2 separate regions of the Mus musculus genome follow, and region 1 is linked to region 2. The links are chromatin contacts, called in public promoter capture Hi-C maps. All regions are on one chromosome and are shown on one strand. The core of a region is the stretch at or near the end of the contact, and the rest is flanking DNA. Distances in the headings are between cores, read along the strand shown. Region 1 overlaps Zfp809 (zinc finger protein 809). Region 2 holds the start of Rgl3 (ral guanine nucleotide dissociation stimulator-like 3).

The links. Promoter capture Hi-C pulls out the DNA fragments that hold promoters and counts their contacts.
Region 1: a promoter capture Hi-C map of liver shows a contact between it and region 2, with 2.5 times the contacts expected there. The contact joins the enhancer-like site here to the promoter of Rgl3 in region 2. A contact is called at or near these places in 5 of 39 promoter capture datasets (embryonic stem cells, hippocampal neurons, liver and 1 more), 1 of 15 datasets of contacts at CTCF or cohesin (large pre-B cells), 5 of 484 Hi-C or Micro-C datasets (cerebral cortex, embryonic stem cells and pre-B cells), 7 of 115 datasets of contacts at active chromatin or transcription factors (the SCID.adh cell line, acute myeloid leukemia, embryonic stem cells and 1 more) and 3 of 9 other capture datasets (adipose tissue, liver and pancreatic islet).

The regions. Positions count from the first base shown.
Region 1 is chr9:22,229,117-22,235,482 of GRCm38.p6, forward strand. Zfp809 (zinc finger protein 809) reads left to right here. Exons shown (of 5, transcript NM_001164624.1): 2 at 5,904-6,030. Among named protein-coding and RNA genes, the nearest start is that of Zfp809, 6.6 kb to the left of the region's middle. Within about 2 kb of position 2,360, at least 12 of the 459 cell types and tissues checked have an H3K27ac peak or open chromatin away from gene starts, as enhancers often do. A contact at or near this core is called in liver, where this site is marked.
Region 2 is chr9:21,985,466-21,992,290 of GRCm38.p6, forward strand. It overlaps Rgl3 (ral guanine nucleotide dissociation stimulator-like 3), which reads right to left and starts at 3,988. Exons shown (of 19, transcript NM_023622.4): 1 at 3,900-3,988; 2 at 3,384-3,494; 3 at 2,581-2,810; 4 at 2,386-2,439; 5 at 2,034-2,248. The coding sequence starts at 3,932. It overlaps Ccdc151 (coiled-coil domain containing 151), which reads right to left. Exons shown (of 13, transcript NM_029939.3): 9 at 6,383-6,543; 10 at 6,143-6,299; 11 at 5,337-5,492; 12 at 4,932-5,016; 13 at 4,406-4,779. The coding sequence ends at 4,661. It overlaps Gm36414 (a long non-coding RNA gene), which reads left to right and starts at 4,031. Exons shown (of 2, transcript XR_379185.4): 1 at 4,031-4,174; 2 at 5,121-5,243.

The DNA of each region.
Region 1 (6,366 bases), core at 1,110-3,609, 240 kb after region 2:
TCTGAGCAGGATTGCAGGAATGCACACATACCTTGCTTTTCATTTTTGACATTTTGCTTTATTGCATTTATTTATAAGGGGGTATGCTATAGTGTGCATGTGGTGGACATCAGTCTTGGTGGCAAATACCTTTTCTAGCTTGGCTGTAAGACCCCAACCCTCGATCCACTAGTGATACTTCGAGATGCCCCCGAGTGAGACACTGAGACACAGATCGATGCAAAAGCAAGAGGCCTATTTTCCGGCACATCAGGATCAACCTTCAATTAGACCCTCAAGACAAGTGACTAGGTGACCCCCGAATGGCTATTACACAGTTTTTATAGTTTTTAGGGGGCACAGGTTACATCAGCAAGGTTACAGTTTAAACTTATTGGCTAAGCATATTGACTTTTAAATCTATTGGCTAGCAAGCATGGGCAGATCATGGCACGCATTTGAACTCTATCTGGGACTTTGCAGAGGGTCAGGTGACTATCAGTACATTTTCTCAAGAATGTTCCTGCTCCTCCCAAGAACTGTGGTTGGAGAACCGAACTTTGCCTAGCCTTGACCCCCTTCCCCCCCTCCCCCCCGGCAGAAAAGGGAACCTGTGGGGGGTGGGGGGTGGGGATGGGGGGTGTAAGGCTGGCAAAAGCCCTTCACAGCCACAGTCAGCCCAAGCTTTTTTTTTTTTTGGTCCATTTTATCTATATTTTCCCACTGACTAGCATAGTTAAATTGTTGAAAATGGGTGCTGGCAGCACGGACGCTGCATTCAAACTTTGGCCAGATTGTCCAATAAAGCCTGGCGTTTACAAGGAAGAAAAAGCCAGTGTTTAGTTTTCTCTGAGATCTATTGAGTTGAGGGCTTTCAGGGTCAGATAAGGTTTTTAAGTTGGCTGGAGCTAGTTACTTGAATGACTCTCTTTGTAGGGACTGTAGATACCAGGACTCAGCAGAATTCGGCAAGGATGATTGGGAGTTGATGGATTTCATTTTGTAATACTATTTGGGATTAGCCTTTTCTCCTGGGTGTTTAAGACCTTGTAGATAGCCACACATTAGACCCTGTTATGGGTAGACGGGGCTCCTTGAGGGTTTCTTTGAGCAGGTTGTTTGGAGAACCTTAGCCTCCTTTGCTCCTTTCAATCAGTTGTGTGATCTGCGGGATGGGTCAAGGTCTTGGTAAGAAGTGTTTATCCTCTGGTCTCCTGTGACCTAGCTAAAATATTGATTGTCATCTCAACCCCTTGTCTTACTGGTCTTAGATTCCAATATAACTGTTAAATGCCCATAGTGTAGTTACAACAGATTTGAAGGACAAACTGTGGTTTGAAACACTGCTGTTCTGTAACACTAAAAACTTGACTCACAGTAAGACTTTTTGTAATTGAAATATATATATTTGTAATTTTATCTATTTAATGTATGAGTGCTCTGATGCACAGGCCAGAAGAGGGCATCAAATCCCCTTATAGATGGTAGTAAGCCACCATGTGGTTGCTGGGACTTGACCTCAGGACCTCTGGAAGAGCAGCCAGTGCTCTTCTTAACTGCTGAGCCAGTTTACCAGCCCCATTTTTTTTAAAGGCATGTACCATTATGCTCATCTAATTTTTTTATGTATGAGTGCTCTACCTGCATGTACATCTGTATGCCAGAAGAGGGCATCAAATCCCATTATAGAAGCCACCATGTGGGTGCCAGGAATTGAATTTAGGACTTTAGGAGAGACTGAGCTATCTCTCCAACCCTGTATTTAAAATCTTGACAAACTTAGTAGAAACTGCAAAAAAAAATTTTTTTTAAGAAAACATATTGTCTTTGCTCTTTGAAAGCTTTATGTATTTTTAGCAATGTCCCTTAAGTTAGTTTGTATAAGTCTCATTGTGACATGAATTTTCTGGTTTTTTTGTTTTTTTGTTTTTTTGTTTTTTTTTTTCTGATCTCCTTTTCACAATCCTTTACTTCAGTACAAAACTATTTTATCATACAAAGTCTTTGCCAAAAAGCACCTGCTTCTCATCAGGATAGTGTCTCAGAGTAAAGAGGCCATCAAAGCCTGCACATAGACCACATCTAATTACTAAATTTATAATAGTTAAGCATTTATCTTCTTTTAAAAACTCTCTTGAGAAGTTCCTGTGATATATGATGTGTTTTGTTCAGATCCTTTCTCTAGCTCCTTCCATGCCCACCAAACCAAAAAATTTTCCCCCAACTAATGTAATTTAAAACAAAAACAAACCTTTACACTACTTAGCACTGCCAGCATGAGAAGGGTCTACGGTCTTTGCTGAATGCGGGCAGCCTGGGCTACAGCCACGGCAAACTTTACTCTCCTTGCCTCGGAGCCTCTCAGCCCAGGCACGTTGGAATTTCACCTGACTTAATCTTGAGCCTGTAGTCATAGCTTCTGTGAGTTCATGAGTTCAGTGTCCCTGACAGGTGGGGAAAGCAGTGTTTCAGAGCAGTCCTCCTTAGCACCTGCCTCCTAGACTTTCTTCCCCTTCTCCCAAGATGACCCCGAGCCTTGGGCATAGGGAATGTGGTAGAGGTGCGCCATTCGAGGCTCAGTTGTCCAGTGCCTTGTTCTGTACACCTTGACCAGCTGGAAGTCCCTGCATCAACCACTGCCTGCTGCAGAACAAAGCATCTTCAGGTTATAGGGGATGTTGGCAGCGGCAGTTTCATATCATGTCTGTTTAAGTAATGGTAGTTAGTTCTCCCTAGAGCTGTGCATCTTTATAGCTTGAAAGAGATATTCATGTGTCCAGGTCCCTTTGTTCCCAGAGCTTTCTGAATTTTAGCCTGTATTCCCACAAGCCAACTGTTAGAGATATGGCAGTAAGTATCTGGACAGACTCCTGATGGGAACTGGAGGGTCTGGGTCTGTCTGTGCAGTGCACTTTCATCAGGCTGCCGGAGGTCTAATGATTCCTGCCCTGTTAGCTCCCTGGAGCAGGTTAGAGGAAAGCTCGACCGACTGTCAGCAGCAGCAGTTAACAAAATGCCCTACTAGAGAGAAATGGGACCTTTGAGGTCAAATTTTCAGGATTGACCAGGAAACGAGTGGATTCTTTTCCATTAGCATATAGAACTGAGAGTTTGCTCTGGATCTAGATAGGTTACTGTAGATTCCTATGCACTGGACAGTAGGGTTCTAGCTATATGTACCTAGTCTTCCTTTCCTGGGGTGATGTTAGGTGACTAGACTCATTTTCCAGGACTCTGGCATGTTGTCTGTGCTAGAGATTGGTGTGCGTATTTTCCCAGTGGTCAGTGTAATCTGTCAATTCATTTTTGCTTTTGAGGGGACTTGATACATGTGTAAATGGTTATTAACCTTGTTACCTTTGTGTGGAAGTAAAGTCAGGGATTCTGAAATGCTTTATACTTGAGACCCCATTTTTCCACCAGGAAATATCTTTATGTCCTTAGATATTCATCTGTACAAAATAGATGTGCATATGAAACATTTGCTGATAATAAGAACTTTATTTTAAAATAATGTTTTGGCATATATCTAGCATTGATATTTTTTAAAGGTGCAAACAACTTTGCATACTAGTGAGACGGATTGCTGATGCATCTGACGTATTACAGTGCAGGAATAAATGGCAAGGGGTGACGGTAGGATAGTGTGAAATGTGTTTGTTTTCTACCAAAAAAACCCCTAACCCAAAAAGCTGTGATTCAGAAGAGCAGATAACTATGTAAGGAACAAGAACTGCAGTTTATAACATACTTAAATCTGAACCAGGGTCTTACAGGTGACATGCATTGGTGGTGTGATGGCATGTACTATGCAAAGCATGCATGTTGCATATTCTGAAAGTAGAATCCAAAATAAATTCAAGACCACTCAGCCCCTTCCCCCTCTGAAGGGACGTTCCCAACTATACTAGCAGGCTAAGTACAGAGCCAGATAAGGAAGCTGGCTGACTGTAGTGGCTATTCCTGGTTAGGCGTATTTACAACCTTGTTATTGTTTCATGTGAACACGAGATATTATTTGTGTCAAGTTGACAAGGGGTGGATTGTAGTGGCTATTCCTGGTTGTCAACTTGACAATATTTGGAATGAACTACAATCCGGAATTGGAAGGCTCACCAGTGACCCTTATCTGGAGGCTTGGAGATCCTTATCTGGATCTTGGTTTGAAGATCTTGAGCCATAGTGGCTATGGATTCCAGAAGATTGAATCTCCGAGTTTAAGGAACACACCTTTAATCTGGGCTATGCCTTTCATCTGGGATTAAAGGTGTGGTGGAACACACCTTTAATCTGGGCTACACCTTCTGCTGGAGACAATATAAGGACATTGGAAGAAGGGAGTCTAGCTCTAGCTCTTGCTCTTGCTCCTTTGCCTGCTTGCTGCGTGAGACTGAGTAACTGCTAGATCCTTGGACTTCCATTCACAGACTGAACAATTGTTGGGAATTCGGCTGCCGACTGTAAGTCATCAATAAATTCCTTTACTATTTAGAGATTATCCATAAGTTCTGTGACTCTAGAGAACCCTGACTAATACACTGACTAAACAATGCTGAAAAAAAACAAAACAAAACAAACAAACAAAAAAACCCATAAGGGCAGGCAGAGTGAGGGACTAGGCCAAAGTCCCTATGCAAACCAGCCAATGCCTGAAAAGGTTACTTGCTACGCCAGTTAAAATAAGCCAGCTAGCCTTGTTGCCCAAATCTTCCCCTTACAAGGTATAAAAAGTGTGTTCTTTGTTTGTCTGGGGTCTCTCCTCTTGCCTTCATGCTGAGAGGAGGGTCCCCAATGGGTTGGATCAAAAAAAAAAAATCCTCTTGTGGTTTGCAGTGATGTTGGCTTTTGTGGTCTTTGTGAGTGAGGGTCTTTTGGCAGACTCCATCATTAACAGATGCTACAGTGAAGTCACCCAGAAGTGCTAAGTTGTGCCCTGTACTGTTGGATTCAGTACCCATTTGATTTTGGATTAATCTTTGGTTGCATGTTCCAAAAGCTTTTAGTTTTTTCAGTTTTTTGACCTGTACTATCAGTTGTGGGACCCCACATGGTGCTGCGACTTTGTGCTGGATATCAACTTGACACAAGCTAAAGTCATTTAAGAGGAAGGAATCTCAATTAAGAAAATGCTTAATTAAGGTGGAGGTGTCAGCAAATATGTAGGACAATTTTTTAATTAGTGATTGATGGGGGAGGGTCCAGCCCGTTGTGGGAGGGGCCATCTCTAGACTGGTGGTTCTGGGTTCTAAGAAAGCAGGCCAAGCAAGCCAGTCAGCTGTACCACCCCATAGACTCTGTACAGCTCCTGCCTCCAGGTTCTGCCCTGCTTGAGTTCCCGTCCTCACTACTTTTGATGATGAACTGTTATATGGCACTGTGGGTGAAATAAATCCTTCCCTCCCCAAGGTGCTTTGGTCATGGTGCTTCATCACAGCAATAGTAACCCTAACTAAGTAACCCTAACTAGCTTGTTAGACTTGTTCTGTGGTAGGTCCTGAGAACTGAGCTCAGAGCTCTGCTCCTGCTAGGCAGATACGGTAACATAGTGTGGTGACACCAGCCTCAGGCTTTGCATTTTTTTTGGAGATTGTTATTTTTGTATAGTTATGTTTATGTATTCTTTCCCTTTGCTCTTAATAACACCTACTTTACACACGCATGTGTCCTATGAGTTTTGTGTTTGCTGGCATTAGAAAACTTTCGTCATGTTTACTTGAATCACTTTGTTGAGAGAGATAAAGATGCTTGTATTGATTTTTCTTTTTTCCATGATATAGACTACAGTCAAGTTGTTCTTTCTGTAAGAAACTAGTAACACACACACACACACACACACACACACACACACACACACACACAGGTTGGGGTAGGAGGAGTGGACTCCCATTTTGTGCCCCTTAAGCTGAAGAGAAACGTCATTCCAGGGGTTGGTGTCCTTTGAGGATGTAGCCGTGGACTTCACCTTGGAGGAGTGGCAGGACCTGGACGCTGCTCAGAGGACCCTGTACAGGGATGTGATGCTGGAAACCTACAGCAGCCTGGTGTTCCTGGGTGAGTTCCAGCCTCAGCAAATAACTTTTCCTTGATTCACAAGTATGGGAATCATCTCTCACTCTAGAGATGTATTCTTATTTGAGGCTAGGTCTATGTGTCTGAGTGTGAGCACCATGTGTGGGCACCTGAGGACACTAGAAATCACTGAATCACAGAGCTAAACAGCCAATTGCCAGCTGCCAGGGATGGATACTGGGAACTGAACTTGGTCCCTGTGGTGGTTTGAATAGGAATGGCCCCCATAGACTAGTGTATTTGGATGCTTGGCCCATGGGGAGTGGCACTATTAAGAGGTATGGCCTCACTGGATTAGGTATGACCTTGGAGAAAGTA
Region 2 (6,825 bases), core at 2,738-5,237:
AATTCCAACACTGTGAGGGGATACACTGTGAGGGGATACACTGCGAGCTGGGGATACAGCCCAGTGGGTAGAGTATATGCCTAGCAGGGTGGAGGCCCTGAGTTCCCTTGCACTGCATAAACCATGAATCGGTTCAAGGTCATCCTCTACTACTTAGTGATATGGTCAGCATGAGGGCCGTAGCAAGACATGGCAAAAAATAAAACAAGCTGGACCCAGGCTCCTACACAGTTGTAGCTTGGTCTTCATTCGATCCCCTAACAATTGGAGCAGGGGCTGTCTCTGACTCTGTTGCCAGCCATTGGATACCCTTCCCCTGCCTGGACTTTTTTGCTTAGTCCTGCTGGGACTAGATGTCCTGGGGTAGGGTGGTACCCAAGGGGGGCTTCTCCTCTAAGGAGAAGGGGAGGTGGTAGGGGGGGAATTTTTAAGGGCGGGACTAGGAGAAGAGGAGGGAGGGGGCTGTAATCAGGATGTAAAATGAATAAAAAATATATTATTGAGAAAAAATAAGTAAATAAATAGAACAAAATAATGGCTACAACTGTGTGTGACTCTAGTTCCAGGGGATTGGATGTCTTTTTCTGCCCTCCACTGGCTGGCACTGCAAGCACAGGGTGCACTTAAAGCAGGAAAGCCCCTCTAACACATGAAGTATAAACAAATCTTTTAAAAAACAAAGGAACAACAAAAGCTACAATAGTAGCAAAAGTTAATACCAGGTACTGTGGTGCTTGTAATCCCAGCACTGGGGATATGAAGGCAGGAAGGTCAGAAGTTCAAGGTTATCTTTGCTACATATTGAGGCCAGCCTGGGCTACATGAGGGCCTGTCTTGGAAAAGAAAACCACTTACTAATAATATGATTGGTCAGATGGGCCAGTCATTAAACCACAGAACCCATAGAAAGGTAGGAGAGAACAGATTCCAAGGGATTATACCTTCTGTGGCTTGCAAGAATCCATATGCCTGGGTCACACACACAATGACAATAAATACAAATTCAACAAAACACCAAGACATTTGGCCAGCCCTTACTGCTTACTGATTTTGTTAGATGTCCTTCCCAGGAGGGTGGGAACCCAAGTCCACTGTTTCGAGGCCAGAGCTAGTGGTTCAACATTTGTTAAGTGGAGACTCCACGAGGCAGGTACATGATCACTCCCACTTAAGGGAGCTGGTCTCAGAGAGGGGAAGAGACCTAACAGAGGCCACATAACGGTAGGCCTGGGATTTGAACCCAGGTTACTGTTCTAGGCTGGGTAAGCACTCAGCCACTAAGTGACATCCCAAATCAGAGGACAGAGGATCTCTGCATGCAGGAGGACACTAGGCAACTGCTAAATGTGTGATCAGGTGGAGAAAACAAGGTTATTTAGTTTAAAATTAAAGGCCTTGCCCACGCGGCTAGAGAAATAGCTCAGTGGTTACATGTTTGCCCATGAAAGTGTGAGGACCTGAGTTCAGATCCTCAGCACCCAGGAACAGTTGACTGCAAGCCAAACCCTGGGCAAGAGGCCCTTGGGGCTCAATAGCCAGGCAGTCTAGCCAAATGGGTGAGTTCCGGGTTCAAGAAGAAACCTTGTCTCCAATCCTAAGAGACAGCAATAGAGGAAGACACCTAGTATTGTCTCTGCCTTCCACATTCATGTGCACACATGTGCATGTACACCCACACACATGAACACATGCATAGACCACAGGAAGGAAGGAAGGAAGGAAGGAAGGAAGGAAGGAAGGAAGGAAGGAAGGAAGGAAGGAAGGAGAAGGAAGGAGGGAGGGAGGGAGGAAGGGAGGAAGGGAGGGAGAGAGGGAGGGAGGGAGGGAGGGAGGGAGGGAGGGAGGGAGGGAGGGAGGGAAGAGAGTTTTGTCCAAGAGCTGGGGGGTGTGGCTCAGGGGTATAACGTTTGCACAAAAGTCTGAGTTTATTCCCAAGCACCAAAATAAATAAATAAAATGTATTCGGGGTCTGTCATTTGGAGCTGGGCAGGTGGTATTCTCTCAGAATGTCACCTGAATTGACTGTCCCTTACCTGACCAAGCCAGTCGCTTTTCCTCCTCTGTCTGCTCTCCCTTAGCCTCCTTCAAGAAATCTTCTAGAAGTTTCTCTGCTTCCCTGGCTTCTGCCCCTCCTGGGGCTGCCCAGCCCAAAAAGATTCGGACATTGCCTAGGTTCTGATGATCAGGGGGATCCCGGAAGTCCTGAGGATGATTTCGCAGCCAAGAACCCAGCACCGAAACTACAGCCCTGAACAGAGGGGTGTGTGGCTCAAAATTGAGTCCAAGGATCTAAACGTTCCCAACCTTGCAGTCGTCAGACCCGACCTTGAGATCCCTCCCCCACGCTCCCTTGGGTCGAGGGTGTGGACGGGAATGGAAACCGACCTCAGGTTCTTGCTGAAGTTCAGATCTTGTCCCTCTGTCCTCTTGCTGTCTACCCTGGGAAGAAAGCCTCTATCAGATGGGAACAGAGCTATAGGGCGTTAGGACCTCGGTTCTAAATTTGAGGTGTATGTGTGTGTGCGCAGGTAGATGGGGTTCTGGGGATGGGGACATGCGGGTCTCCTGAAAATGACTGACCCAGCAGGAGGTGGTGGCGGCGGCGGTGGCGGGGGTAGCAGAAAACCCAAAACGCGGGCTGTGGGTACAAAGGCCCGGTGGGTGGCCAGGAAGGCAGGCACGAAGCCAGGATCCTGCTCGCGGTCTCCGGACACCAACTCATGCACCAGCCGCTCCAGTCGGGCGGCCCTCAGCGCCCGCACCTTGCTGGTTCGGTAATGAAGGAAGGTGTCGGTAGCCGGGATGGGGGTCTGCGGGGGAGTGGGGCAGTGAATGAAATAAGGTGAGGAGCGTTCCAAGCACCTTGTTTCCAATTATACCCATCTCTGGCACTTTTTTTGGGGGGGTGTGACTGTGTCCTTTTCTGAAACTCCGAGACTCCCTAAATATACACCAATCATGCAATGCTCACATCAACCCCGCAGGACACCCCACTACTCTAGCACTTCCCTCTGTGCCCTCCTCACCCCGCCACCCCAGGCTTCAGGCAGTTTTGCAGCCAAGCTTCACTGGCCAAGCCTGAGTCCCACCCATCACCACCTGGCCGCTCCTCCGTTCTGCTTTCCTGCACCCTGCCGGTCAGTTTCGCCTTTGGGGGGAGCGCTATCACCTGGCCCCACCCCGTTTCCTGGATTCAAACCAAGTCACCTGGCCGCCCCCAGGCCCTTTCCACACACCTGGTCGCCTCTTAGCTCCGCCCTTCCTCCTGGCCCCGTAGTTCTAGGGAGGCTCACCCTCAGCTCTCCAGCTTCCCCCTCTCCTCCCAACTCCCAGGCCCCTGAGCTGAGTCCGCCCTCACTTGCTCGCCTCAGTCCCTTCCTCACCTGGCCTTCTCCAGACCTCTCTGGGGTCGAGCGCTGGCTGCGCTGCCGCCGCAGGGAGACGCTGTACACGGCGCCATCCTCGGTCTCCTCGCCCCAGTCCTGCAGCGGCGCCTGGATGTGGAGGCGGGCTCAGGGAAGTCCCTCCGGCTTCAGCCCCCTGCCTTTATGTTTGGCCCACTTTCCCGAACAGAGTATTCAAGACTCGGGGTGGGATCCCAGGTCTTCGCCACGGATACCCTTCTCCCAGGTCTTGAGTGGATGGAGTATCATTTGGGGATATCCCAGAGTCCAATGTCACAAAGAATCTGTCACCTCCTCCTGAGATTCCTCAGACCCCCGTCCCCATCCCCCAAACTAGCCGCTTCACGGGGTCAGGAACTCTGAATCCCCAAATGGGGACTCCAAGGCACATCCATTTTGCAGAAAGATTAGAAAACGAGGGGCGGTCGCCTGGAGTTTCTGAATCTGGGGGTACACTAGGGACGTGGGGTCCGAGGATCCCCAGCTTCCTCTTACCAGGGCCAGCTCTTTGCCCGCTGTCCTCTCCATGGCCCCGGTGCCCGTCCTGCTCCCTGGCGCCGCTGAGTGAAGCGGAAGGGCCAGCGGGCAGTGGGGCGGGGCAGCCGAGCGTCCAGTCGTGGGGCGGGGCTGGGCAAGGCGGTCCCACAATTCCAGAGGTCCCCAGCCGGACCCCATCCCCGCACCCAGGCTAGCCTAGAAGTCCCGTTCCTTCCCAGAAGTGCGGGTCAATCTGTCACTCAGACATATGGGTGCAGGGGACACGACAACAGGTCTGTGTCCCTGGGAGGGAAGTGCTTTATACTAGGTTGGGGTTGATCAATCCCAGGTGTCGAGGGTGTCTCCTATGTCTGGAGGAGAAGGAGGGCACACTGAATCTGTACCATAGGTGATGGAAGCCATGCCATCTCAGGCTAGAAGCCGCGAAGTGTCTGTGGCCCTGCATTTTGTGGGGGCAGCCTTTTGGGGGCGGTGCAGGGTCAAAAAGAGGTGAATACCCAGGGGGTTGTTCAGTGACCTTTATTGCGCGATTCCGAGGCGGGCACCAACCCGCCTCGAGAGATTTACTGTGGGAACTTCTGGCTCGGCCTTTTCTCTCCTCCGGGCGCTGCTGGCCTGCGGTGCTCCCTGCTTGAGCTTCCTCCAAGCCCTTGAAGGAGCCTCCGGGGCTCCCAGACACACACCACCCGTAGGTGGACCCAGAGGGTCGGAGGGCTCCCTAGAGTCCCGGAGGCATCCGATAGGACTTGACTGCGAGTCTAAGATCTGCGCAACCTATTGCGCTTCTTGCTGCGGGCTTCGATTAACTTCTGGGAACGGAGCTTGAAGGCAGCGCGGGTCACCACATCACGGTCATCATCCTCACTCTCCTCTTCATCTACAGAGAGAGGCAGGGGTGGGTGATGGGGAGGGTGAGGGACCGTTTCTTTTTCCCTTCCCAGCCTTCGCCACACCATGCACCTCCTCCTTGGCCTTGACTTAAGGCCACCTCGCGCCCCTCCCATTCATCCCCCTTTGGCCCACACTGACCAAAGAACTTGTCCTTGACACTGGCGACGGGCAGAAGGATGCGGGTGTTGTATAGGGGCAGCTTTCCTTCTAGCGTGGCCAGGAACTGCGGGGGGGGGGGGTAGGGGGAGGCCGGAGAGAGATGTGGGATGGCAGTGAGGCTCTGTTCCACCTCCGTGCACCTTACATTGAGTTTCTACCGGATTCTAGGTGGAGATCACTGCCCACCCTTCGCTGCCTGGTTTCGGAGGCCCTGCCACCTGAGATCCACCCAGTCCAGGCTTCGCTACTCTGGTTATGAAGCTCACGCCCATTCAGCACCTGTTTCCTATGTCAGTCTGCTCTCTGATTTTCGACCCTCCCTCCCCCACCCCCACCCCCACCCCCTGCCTTGGTCCCCACTGGCCGCGGAGGATGTGTGTGAACCTCTCGGTCTGCTATGTGTCGCAGCAACTCAGGCACGTCCTGGCTCTCCAGTTGGTCCTGCAGTTTCAGCAGCTTTTCCTGGACAACTACCAGCAGATTGTAAGCGTAGTCCTCTGAGTCCCGGTCTAACTTCTTTCCTGCCAATACCGTATCATCCTGTGGTGGGGACGGGCCAAGTTAGCTGAGAGATACCGTGCACCTAGGTGGGGACACGATTCACCCAACAAGTGGGCTTTCATAGCTTTGAGGTGCGTGTCTACCACTACTGGGCAGGGCCTCTAAAATGAAAACCTAGCCTTGAGGGTGGAATCTTTGAATCTGAGCTACATGGAGGTCTCTTTGAGATTAATGACACGACCTAGGCCAGTGTGAGGGTGGTTTTCTGAAGAAATGGAGCTCTTGTGGACAAAGTGGGACCTTCTTCACCCAGGGCCGCACCGCCCCATAGACATGGGACACCTGAGTTGGGCTGATGGTTGCCCATTAGAGTCAGAGTTTGAGACTGAGCAAAAGAGGACTTCCCCCGGAATGTAGGACCAAGACAGCGATGCATGGTGTGGAACTTTGCATTCTGGGCAGGAGACAGGGCTGGGAGCCTATGGCTTGTGTGGCATCTTTATGCCAACTGCGCTGACGCTCTGGGAGGACATGGGCAGGGCTGCCAGGCATGGATTAGGGCTTTCAATGTGGAAGAGGTTCTGCAGTGGGGCCTCCCAGGGACAGTGTCCATTGGGGTGGAGCTCCTTGGGGTGGGGCCTCCCCGGGGCGGAGCATCAATGGGGGTTATTTAAAAGGGCGGGGCCTACCAGTTTTACGTGACTCAGTTTGTTGGCCAAATGCTCCAAGCAATCTTTGACCAACTGGAGGATTCGCGAGGTGTGCTCCAGTCTCTCGTGGACATCATTGTGACGCTGCTCCTCCTTCTTGAATGTCTTTTGCATCTCTTCGTGGAGCCTCCGCTGGCTGCCGGGAGCCAGGAGGTTCAGCAGCTGCCAATGGCTGACTCCAGCGTCCCCGTAGCCTCCCCTCAGCCACCGAAGCCTCACCTCACCAGCGTAGCATCCCCCGAGTACTTGAGGTTCTCCAGCTCCCTCTGGAGCCGCTGCTTCTCCTCCTTCAACTTCGCCAACGCCAGTTCATTGTCCTTCTTGAGATTCTCCAACTGTGTGAAGGTCTCATCCTGGGCCAGGAACCTGCGCACTACCGCCTGCGGACCACACATCCCTGGTCAGAGCCTGGAACAAGGGAGGCCCCGAGGACACTATGGTCCTCTCTCTGTCACACAACAATGTATGAGGATAGTGTGGGTCAGTCTCCCGACTACTCCAAGGCTGCACTTTGCCCCATGCCCTTTCCCACCTATATTTGAGTCAGCTAAAATCTGCATGCGGAAGGCAGCACAGCAGTGAATATTCTCTATTCAAAAATGACTGTGCCAGCAAGTTCAGATCGGGCAAAGACATTGTGTCTCTAGAGCTCCATCAGCCCT